2 separate regions of the Zea mays genome follow, and region 1 is linked to region 2. The links are chromatin contacts, called in public Hi-C maps. All regions are on one chromosome and are shown on one strand. Each heading gives the region's core, a stretch centred on a gene start, on an enhancer-like site or on the middle of the called end of the contact. The rest is flanking DNA. Distances are from core to core; before and after follow the strand shown. Region 1 has its middle 30 kb from the start of LOC109939473. Region 2 has its middle 62 kb from the start of MIR160b.

Region 1 (5,770 bases), core at 1,337-3,836, 130 kb after region 2:
CTTGCTTCTATTCGTAGCAATACATATAGATAGACAAATAATAGGTAAAAATAACATTACACCAAAGATGGAAATAAAACACATAATAATATTCTACGTGTTACTATGAGATTGTATGTTCGAGAACCACTAAAATCAAATTTATGGTTGAAAAGATATGATTTTCTGCAGTTTCAAGTGCTTAAATAGTAAAAATATATTCTATGTTAATTAATGTAATTCAGGTGAGAAAAATATTACAAAGAAATAACTAATTCAACTTTAATATAAGTTATAACTTGATTATAGATTATATTTTAGTCCGTTTATAATTATAGATAGATTAACTTTGATTAGCAAGATAAATCTACTAAACATAGGTTAAACAAATATCTAATTATAAAAGTATGTGATATGATACAAATAATGCTATTATTGCGTAGGCAATTTTATTACGAAACTATCGCAATTTGAACGGCTAAATGAGAGTTATAACGAAGAAGTTATGAATTTTGTAAGTTTATTGACTTAATTTTATACCAAAATCATATTCGGAATAAATTTGTGAAAATAAAAAACTAGTATGGATCTCAAGTTATATTATTTAAGAGAACAGGGGCTAAACTGTAATAAATAGGACCTATCCATGATGCTTCTTTGTGACACCGTGGACCGCGAGCTCATTTCCAATAGCATCAGAATTTCTTTGTAAAATAGATCGGCTGCTTCATATGCGCGTCACTCAGGGCCCTTGGATCTAGATCCAACGACTCATAGCAGATCAGCGAAACGGTACACAATTGTTTGATCAGTACCGCTCATAGTAGATCGGATGCTCCTGATTTAATACAATCATGATCTAATCTAGGTCGTTGTTGTGTTGTTGATCGATGGTCAGGGCACCCCTCTTGAAAGTCGCCTAAAAGGGGTGAATAGGCAAATCTGAAATTTATAAACTCTAAGCACAACTACAAGCCGGGTTAGTGTTACAAATAAAGTCGAGTCCGAAAGAGAGGGCGAAAACAAATCACAAGAAAATGAAGAGTGTGACACGGTGATTTGTTCTACCGAGGTTCGGTTCTTACAAACCTACTCCCCGTTGAGGTGGTCACAAAGACCAGGTCTCTTTCAACCCTTTCCCTCTCTCAAACGGTCATCTAGACCGAGTGAGCTTTTCTCTTCAATCAATTGGGTCACTTAGACCCCACAAGGACCATACAACTTGGTGTCTCTTGCTTTGATTATAAAGGTGTTGAGAACAAGAATGGGAAGAAGAAAAGCGATCCAGGCGACAAGAACTCAAATGAACACAAGTGTCTCTCTCTCACAAGCCACTAAGTCTTTGGAATGAGGTTGGGACTTGGAGAGGATTTGATCTTTTGTTTTGTGTCTTGGAGTGAAGTCTAGAGCTCTTGTATTGAATGCAACGGCTGAAAACTTGGATACCTTGAACTGGTGGTGGTTGGGGGTATTTATAGCCCCAACCACCAAACCAACCGTTGGGGTTGGGCTGCTGTCGATGGGTGCACCGAACAGTCCGGTGCGCTAGCCATGTCACCCAACCGTTAGGGTTCGACCGTTGGAGCTCTAACAGCCTGGGCCATCAGACAGTCCGGTGGTGCACCGGACAGTCACTGTTTACTGTCTGGTGCGCCTTCTGCCGCCTGCTCTGACTCTGCGCGAACTGTCCGCGCACTGTAGCGCTTTTCAGGTTTCCGTTGGAGTCGACCATTACGCTGTAGCCGTTGCTCCGCTGGCACACTAGACAGTCTGGTGAATTATAGCGGAGTGACTTTTCCAGAAACCCGAAGGTGGGAAGTTCGAGTTGATCCACCCTGGTACACCGAACACTGTCCGGTGCGCCAGACCAGGGCAGCCTTCGGTTTCTTTTGCTCTTTTCTTTTTGAACCCTAACTTGGACCCTTTTATTGGTTTGTGTTGAACCTTTGGCACCTGTAGAACTTATAATCTAGAGCAAACTAGTTAGTCCAAATATTTATGTTGGGCAATTAATTCAACAACCAAAATCATTTAGGAAAAGATTTGACCCTATTTCCCTTTCGCCTCTCACCTCCCACTCTGCCATTTCTGTCGTCGGCCAGTGGCACGCCTTGACCGACGCCATCGCCGCCCACAGCTATATGTTGGTCCGGTGCCAAAATTCAACCAAAAACCATGGCTACACAAAACGGAGGTCCAGTAGAACAAAGTCCAAATGACTTATCGGAGATCGGGAGACCATTTATGGATGTCCTCGATACAGGCAGTGTTTGCGGTGGAGATGAACTCCGTCGATAAATATCATCGTGCGCTAGTCGCATCCATGCATGAATAGTCCAAGTTCAGGTTCTGGTGCCCCGCTGGATGGATGGCTCTATGGCTACGCAATTTTTATGGGATACAGGGATGTGACACTACTTTATAGCCCAAACATGCCTTGCCAGGTGATGCTTGGTGGGCAACAACCAGAGTAAATCAGCAGGGGTTTGTTGCCACAGACTTGGCGTTTTCTGTCACAGGGAGAAGAGGGATCCATTCATAGTGATAGGGATGACTTCGACAATGTGGCCCTACCCGGCAGGGACTCATGCTCGGGAGAACGCAGGCGCTTGGGATAGACTGGCCGAGTGGGGGATGGCTGACCGGCTGCGGAGCGGGCCCACCATGTTAGTGACAGGCGCGGGGTGGCCGGTGTGGAAAATGGGCTGGCAGATGCAGATGGGTAAGCAGCTCGTATAGGGGATGGACCGGGAGGACAGTTGGGCTCAGGTCGGGTTGTGGGCTAAAATTAGGTTTGTCATTTTCTCTATTTTTTGTATTCTTTTTCTATTTTCTAGCTTATTTCCATTCAAATTACAAATCTAAATCAGAGTTAAGGTTTCAAAATCAAATGCACAAACAAAAAACTTCCAGCATAAATGCAAAGTTTCATTGACTTATTAATTATTCTATTCCCTTCAATGAATACTAATACATAATCCATGAACAAAACAATTTACTCATGTAAACAATTGAAAATCTTAATAGTTATTTATTATATGAATTTCAAATTCAGATTCTAGTTTTCAAGATTTAATCTACAATATATTGTTGTCATTTTTTATTTTTAAGGAAACGATTCCAAATGTAATAAAATTCTTATTAAAACATACTTTAAAATCCAAATTCTTTGAAGAACTTTTCTCATCACCAAGACATGATTTTGGGGTGTTACAAGGTTGGCTTTGCTACTTTTGATAGCACATGAAACATGTTTTAGTACATAATGCAACACTTCGAGGACATTCAGCGATAGAGGCCCCCAACAACTCCATTTGTTGCTAGTTTATTGACACTGACGTCATGCGTCGATTCCTGAGGTGTAGATATTATTTTGGCCCTAGACAACTACTGGAATAATGGATTGTAAATTAGATTTTAGATTTTAAACATTTATCATTTTACTTCTTTTTTGAGTCATGTTGTTTAGAAGTCATGCATCCATAGTATGTATCTTTTTATTTACATGTTGCTTAATATGGATTTTTAGATCTATCGTAGTGTTTTTATTATTAACATTTATATATATCAAAAAACAATTAGAAAGACCTTTATTTAAAATTTTGCACCGGGCCACTAAAATCTCAAGTCCGTCGCTGTATATATGTAGCTTAGGCTGCAAAGTCTATATATGGGAGTTACCGTCTTTACTAAAAAAAAACACATCTAAAAAGTAAGTGTTGTTGTAAAGTATACAAACACTATCCTAAAAGGAAAATAGAAAGAGAAACCCTAATCGTAGTCTGTTTGTACATGGATTTTTTTTATGAAACTTTTAAATTTTGATAGAGAAGGAGATCTATGTTGTAATCATCAATATTCTTAGAAATAAAAAATCGTCTTCCTTTCTTATGTTTAGTCTACTTTCATCTCAATTCTTGAGAGACAGAGATGAGATCCCATAACCGTTGGTGACATATCTTACAATAATGGGTGTAAGTTAATGTCCAACATTACTGTATATCTGATATAAACTTACTAATGTATCTAATGCAAGTTAAAAACTTATCCCGTTGCGGGACTAACACGCTTGAACTTTCCATGCATACCAAGTACACTCACAATCATAAATGTAAGCACAAACGTGGACACAAACAAATCCAAACATAAGTAAATCAGAAATACTCTAAGCGTTAGGTACATGATTCCCATTTTTTTCATATTATCACAATCATAATACACACGGAATGCCGCTTGATAGCGCTTAGCCCAAGCGAGCAGACCAGGCACGGCGGATCGGACAACGTCGCCGTCTCAACGATACGATCTCGCTCGGCTACATCATGCATGCACGCACACGCGCGCGTCGGCTGTCTTTTGACCCGAGCTGTGCTGGCCTGGCCACCTAACGCAGAGCCCGGCGGCCGCCGTCGGTGTGCACGACTAACGCAGAGCACGACGGAACGGGAGCATGGACGAGAGTGCCTGCCGACCGATTTTGCGGCCGCCGCTTCCAGCAAGGCCCACCGGCCACTGCTGCAATAGTAGAAGATACTTAGACTCTGTTTGTTTTAGATTTTTTTTTAACTTCTAGCTAGCAAAAGCTGCTACAGACTATCAAATACTTAGCTTTTCAGTCATCTTCTATAAAAATCGATATGATAAAGTCACCCAAAATTAATATAAACACTTATTCAGTCGAATCATTGCACCGTTAGGAATTCATTGCTTTCTAGATTCTGAATCATAAGTACACCTTCATCTTTCTCCGTACATGATTCCAACAATACTGAAATTTTCTTCACATCCAGATTCTCCCCACAGCAACAGGGGCGGGCCCACGTAGAAGCAAGGGTATTCAATTGAATACCCATTATTTTCTGGCAACAAAATTTATGTATATATACACATATTATCTTTATACATTAAAATATTGTAAAAACATAAAATAACATTGTTTTATGGGCTTACAACTATTTGTCCCAAACTTCGCTTTTCGCTTGCCTTTTTCATTTCCCTACCGTGTAACTAGGGTTAACAATCGCGCGGTTAGGACACGAGTATTTGGTTTACAAATCCATAACTACGGGACAAAATTAAATCCATACTCGTACCCATATACGTTCGTAGGTATAAATCTGTACCAATGTCAGGTACACATCGGGTAACGGGTATGTATACTGTTGTATATCCATACCTACGAAAAATTTACGAATAGATATCTTATTATATTCATACTCATACCCGTAGATAACAAATTATACCATATCTATGTCCGATAGATAATTATTCGTTTCCTATGGATAACAAATTTAGGATGTCAAAAAAAATTATGCCCGCTAAAATTCTGAATACCCATCATCGAAATCCTGGACCCGCCCATGCACTTGTGCAAGATTCTCAGAAAAACTGATAAAATAAGATTCTCAGAAAAGCTGGTAAAAAGATAAACCAAACATGCCCTTACTACCTCTAACTTAATTTCTCTAATAATTTTATCTTTAATATGAATAGATGATATCTTTATATATACAATTTTGAAATCTGTGTATATAAGATTAATCATAGTTAAAAGCTTACCTTTTTATCTCTTCTATTAAAACACGAAACAACATGCTTTAAACTAGCTTATGAAGCTGGCCTGACTGACACCGACACCACACCACATCCACACCACACCATCCGTTCCGTTCCCCACCACCGCGCGGCGAGCGTTTTTCTTGCTTCCCACCAGCCTCAGGCGGCTTGGCGTGCTGTTCGGCCTTCTCGCGGCGCACGAATGGATGATGGGCTGGGCCTAGTAGCAAGCAAG
Region 2 (5,696 bases), core at 1,948-4,447:
GGTCAAAATTTTATTAGCAATTACTAAGTATAAGTAAATACCATCCCAATTAAATAAGATATCATAGATAAAATATCCAACAATGTAATGCAAATGCATGACATGTTAAATTTTATTACATAATTTACTCATGTGGGGTCCGAGTCGCTCATGACCCTGAGCATGGCTAATATACCAGTTTTACACTCTGCAGAGGTTGCGCATCATTACCCACAAGATGTATTTTCCTTTTAGCCCGGGTTAGGTAGACCCTTAGACACTTCCAAGGTGAATGGCTAGGGATCCACTGTGAGGCCTTTACAAAGTTTCATTAGCATGAGAAAACCCACTACTTTGAGGCAAAAGGGAGCATAAGACTTTTCCACGGTCTGTAACCCCATCACAGTAATTACAGCCAGCACTACACTCTACAGCGATTCACTCCTCGCTTATCTATTTTAGGTAAGATAATCTCTCGCTAGCTTTCCTGATTAATTGGCTAAGGGCGTCCCATTCCAACATTGTGGTAGCACTATTGTCTTGGGTGGTCGCTCCATGTTCCAATTAACAAAATGATCTTATATTGCACAACAAATAATCCATTAACAATTGAACATGATCATAATTCATATGTGGCATTAATCCTAAAACCAAGTAGAGCAATACCAAAACTACCCAATAATTCATTTGTATGCAAGGTGCAGGGTAAACAAACTAGGTAACTTATTAGGTCCCATAAAGTTAACCTAATAGTGCCACGATGATTATCAGAATCATAAATATTATTAGGTCAAAGAATGTGATCAAGGACACAACTTGCCTTTTACTTGTAAATCCAACTGCTCAGATGATTTCCCAAAGTTGGGCTTTGTATTTCCTCATAACCTCGCTTCTATTCGTAGCAATATATACAAATAAGCATATAATGGATACAAATAACATTACACCAAACATGGAATCAAACTGTATGGTATAATTCTATGCTTCGCTATGAAATTGTAGGTTCGAGAACCACTAGAATCGGAGTTAAATCGAGAAAGTTATGAATTATTTAAGTTTTAGGAATTATTTTCATACTAAAAATCAATTTTAGAATTAATTTGTATAAATCAGAAACTTCTCTGGACCTTAGGTTCAGTTTTAAAAACACCAGGGTTTGTTCTATAAATATTTGGATCTTAAATTAATACTCTTTATAAGTGATCGGTCAGCGGGTTGAATCGTGTAATGTTCAGGGGTCTTAATGAAAAAGACCACGACGAAGGGGTACACATAATTTCTAGCCCCCGATCAAGTTCCGGTCGCCCGGATTAGATCCCTAGTTAAATGAAATGGTACACAATTGTGAAACTTGGATCCAACATCGAAGACCACAATTCGATGAAGCGTGATCTACACTCACCCGTTGGATAGCATATCTATGTCAGATTCATCCACTGAAGAGGTATGCCTCTATCTAATCTTAAATGTCCATCAGACAATCAACGACACCTAGGCCCTCCTCCCTCACCCGACCACCACACGACGACACTCGACGACCCCGTGGTGATGCACCTCACCGGAGCTACACGCCTACGCCCCATTTGTGTCCCGATACGAAGCTCGCTCGGTGCGACATGAAGAGGAGGTTAAGGAAGATGGTGGGAGGAGTTCTTACCTACGATTGTGTTGTAGAGAGGCCTGCCCACGGCGTAGCGTGGAGCCACGACGGAGTGAATGCTCCAGCGAGCAATTCCAGCAGTTTGAAGAAAAATTATGCCCAGGCTAAGCCATAGACGTACTCCATGTGACTTGGTGAAGCTCTCGGTCCCGCACCCGACGGCAGAGCGGCGACGCGGACACGATGCAACGGTGGTGGCTCTTTTTCAATCTAGCGCTAATGGCAGCTCTCACTCCTCCCACGTACTCCATGTGACTTGGTGAAGCTCTCGGTCCCGCACCCGACGGCAGAGCGGCGACGCGGACACGATGCAACAGTGGTGGCTCTTTTTCAATCTAGCGCTAATGGCAGCTCTCACTCCTCCCCCTCCTCTCAGTTGTGGCAATGGTGAGGGCTCGATGCTAAGCCACCGATGCTTTAGATCAGAGGAGCGGGCCCGGTAGTTTTATCCGTGGACGAATCTTTTCACATGGACAATCCCACATGCACAGGCCCTCCCAAATCGCAACTGACCCCAGCGGTTACAACCGGATCGAGCTCGGTTTTGGTTGCAAGGTTGGCGACGACTATTCGGCCCCACGTCTTTGCGTCAACGCGGTTGATGTCTCCTAAGAACGGTGGCTGACCCATTGGCCCCAAAGCACAGTAACGCGACGAGAGCGCACGAGATTTGGGGAGGTTGAGGAGTGGGTCCCACATGGCGGTGATAAGAGCAAGGTGGATGGGGAAAAGTGAATGACACCGTTGGTCCGTCTTGCGGTCAGCGTGGGTGTAGTGATGGCGAGTGTGGGACTAGGCTGGCCGTGGGATAGGTGGGCCGAAGTCAAGAGAAATCGGCCCAGCGCGGGTTTGTATCCCTCTCTTTTTTTCTTTTTTGTTATTTCTTTTCCCAATTTCTATTTTCCATTTTAATTTGCAAGATTTTAAATTTCAAATCAAAGTTGAGGTTTCAAATTCAAGTATGCACAATCAAAAAATCCGGCATGATGCAAAGTATAGATATATATTTATTATTATTATTATTATTATTATTATTATTATTATTATTATTATTATTATTATTATTATTTTATTTCTCTTAGTAAATGCCTGAAAACTTATAAACTTAATAAAGAATAAATCACACAATTAAATAATTAAGGAACCCTATTCATATTATTTATCAAATAAAATAAGTAATAACTTTATTCAAAGTTAAATCTTTATTACCTATTTATAATTAACCATGAAACTTTTATTAGGCAATACTTTCTAGTATTTTGAGAGTATTTTAAAATATAGGATTTTTAGGGTGTTACATGTTACGCGGAAGGCAGATGTCTACAGCCTCGGTCGGAGAGTAAATACGGGAAATTTAGGGCGTTTTTGGAGAACTGGATTCACCTTGAGCAAGGTAAATACGGGAATCTACTAGTACGACAAAACACTTACACTTTTGCAGTTACGGCCGGGGGGCGGGATCTGCAGATCGTTGACAGTCCCCTGAGCGAATGACCTGGACGTTGATGAAGCCTGCAGGTTTCTAAAGCATGGGCTGGGCTTCTTTGGACCCAAGAAGTCACCAAACTCCAGCCTGGCATGTCTACGGCCCGGTCACTGGTCGCCATGCTGCAAAGTGAGACAGACGTGGGCACGGAGATGATCACCAAGACCGATGTGATCAAGGATTTTGGAGAACTGAAGCTGAGGAGCAGAGCCACGTCGTCGAAGCTACTGGCCTCCATCACCTTCACCGATATATCGGAGCTTCGATTGATGAGAGCCGACGAGCCAATACCTCAAAGTGTAGGTTGAAGTTAATTTTTACAGCCTTCTTTAGTTGTCAAACGTCAGTATTATATCTAATGCCGGTTTTATAAAATAACCACACTAAAAATTATATTTATACATGTGGTTTGTTAAGAAACCGTCATTATAAATCAATAATTTCTAGTAGTGGTTTTTCTAAGAAACCGACACTAAAAATCGATTTTTATTTGTAGTTTTCTTAAGAAACTACCACTAGAAATGATTTTTATTTTTATCCTGGTTTTTTTATGTTTTTGACATCGTTTGAAAAAAACACCAATATAAAAGTTATAGATCTCTAAAAGTTATAAAACCTTTTAGTTTACAACTTTTTATTTGAAATCTTTTTGACTCTCAAAAATTGCATCTAAATTTATCAGATTTAAAATGCAAATTTTGCAAACGAACTTGGATGGGAAAAGTACCAAAATAAAAGTTGTATAACTTCAAGAGTTATGAAACTTTGTGTTGAGTGCAGGAAATGACAGCGCGGACGGTCCGGCTCCGAGGGGACGGTCCGCGTTGGTAGCGCGGACGGTCCGCGCATGCGCCGAATCAGTTAGGGTTCCGAGTTTCTCGCGGGATTTGTTAGCTAAAACTGTGGGATTGGCTCAGGAAACGACTTGTAACGGGTCTAGACCTCCCCCTTTATATAGATGAAGGGCTACAGCCGATTGAACCCCCCACAATCGATCAAATCAAGTCTATTTCTCGTTTTTACTTATGCATTAGGAGTAATTCTAGTTTAGCCCTAGTTTAGCCTCCTTCTACCTGAAATCTTCACCTCCCTTCGGCTCTACATCGACTAGAGGCGTCTTGGGTGGCCTGCCGATGCCAAAACACACCTTACGATTTCGCCTCCCCGACGGGGTCCCTCGCGGGAGGTGAGATCTAGGTCTGCTGTGAAGAAGAAGACCCTCGGCGCCATCGCGGACCATCCGAGCCCCAGGCGCGGACCGTCCGGACGTATTCAGAGGAGGAGTCGCTCCTGCGCCGGGTCGCGGAAAGTCTGGCCCTTGCCGCGGTCCCTCCGCGCCTCCACACAGAGCACCGCCAGGTGATCCTTTCTAGTGTTTGGCGCCCGGATAGGCACCAACAATTTGTAGTTGACAACCTTTTCTTTTGAATTCGTTTACAACCTCAAGTAGCCAATTTATACTCAGATTGTTCTAATATGTGGGCAACAAAATTATAATCAATCATGAAGTAAGTGATAGGCAAGGTAATGGTTCGATTTTCACCGCCCGCATAGCCTCGAATTTTGCGCGGCGACTTGCGACTTTGACGGAGACCGGAAGACGGGGCCTAGTGAGGCCTCTCCCCTAATAAAAATATTTTTGCTATTTTTAAAACACATTTTATGTTTCCTGGAAAAGATTTTCACTGATGGTTTTATTACCTCGATCGTTCCACTGGCGGTTTTCTTAGCCCGACTGCCACAGAAAATCGATTTCCATTGGTGGTTCTCAGTTATCCGGCTGTACAAATAATTTTTTCTACTGGCCTCTAGCACCGACGGTTCTAGAAAATAACAGTTCAAATATGCTCACAATTGTATGTATAGAGCTTCTCTATACTTGTGAGCAGAGGTACCTTTGTGTAGCTAGAGGACTGGCGGAAAGGCCGAGGATAATTCTTTTTGGTAGTTTTATATGATCTGTGTGCACGTTGCCTCGATGGGTTAGAATTATAGAGCATGAACCAACTGGTGAGCTAGTCTTAGATTCAGAATTGGAAAGCAGCCAATGAAGTTATTAAAAAAGGAGGAAAGAAAAATCTTCTTAGTGTTGTTTGATTCACGAAATGTAATATAAATGGCAACGATAATGATTTGTACTCGAGTACCAGCGGTAACAAGTTTGAATAGGTTGGTATCAATTTCTAGTGTGGTATCTGATTACGGTGGATTTAAATAAACATAGTTTAACGTTATCAATTACCTAGGCGGTGCTCCTTTGAAAGACCAATATCCTCTTTGTATAATATTGCTAGATCCAAGATCTCCACGGTGGTCGATGTTCTGAGCTCCTCCCCTCCGAATATCTCCTAGAGGAGGCAGCTCTTTGGACCCAATTTAAATGCATGGAATGATTTGTTGACACATTTGGAGGGGATTGTGTTGACTTAGAATCAAGATGCATTTTTACTAGAACTTATCTTCAAATGGACAGTTCACGGTAAAATCACGTTATGTTGCCTTAATGCTCAGAAATACCTCTAAAGTGAATAAAGAATTATGGAATCAAAAGGTACCTTTAAAAATTTAAAT

What was found. Hi-C and Micro-C count contacts between places; a contact is called where the count stands out from the background.
Region 1: a Hi-C map of tassel shows a contact between it and region 2, with 3 times the contacts expected there. The contact joins two enhancer-like sites. A contact is called at or near these places in 2 of 25 Hi-C or Micro-C datasets (leaf and tassel).

The regions. Positions count from the first base shown.
Region 1 is chr5:44,590,730-44,596,499 of Zm-B73-REFERENCE-NAM-5.0, forward strand. No RefSeq gene overlaps it. Among protein-coding and RNA genes, the nearest start is that of LOC109939473, 30 kb to the right of the region's middle. Within about 2 kb of position 2,587, at least 18 of the 20 cell types and tissues checked have an H3K27ac peak or open chromatin away from gene starts, as enhancers often do. A contact at or near this core is called in leaf and tassel, where this site is marked.
Region 2 is chr5:44,455,519-44,461,214 of Zm-B73-REFERENCE-NAM-5.0, forward strand. No RefSeq gene overlaps it. Among protein-coding and RNA genes, the nearest start is that of MIR160b, 62 kb to the right of the region's middle. Within about 2 kb of position 3,198, at least 14 of the 20 cell types and tissues checked have an H3K27ac peak or open chromatin away from gene starts, as enhancers often do. A contact at or near this core is called in leaf and tassel, where this site is marked.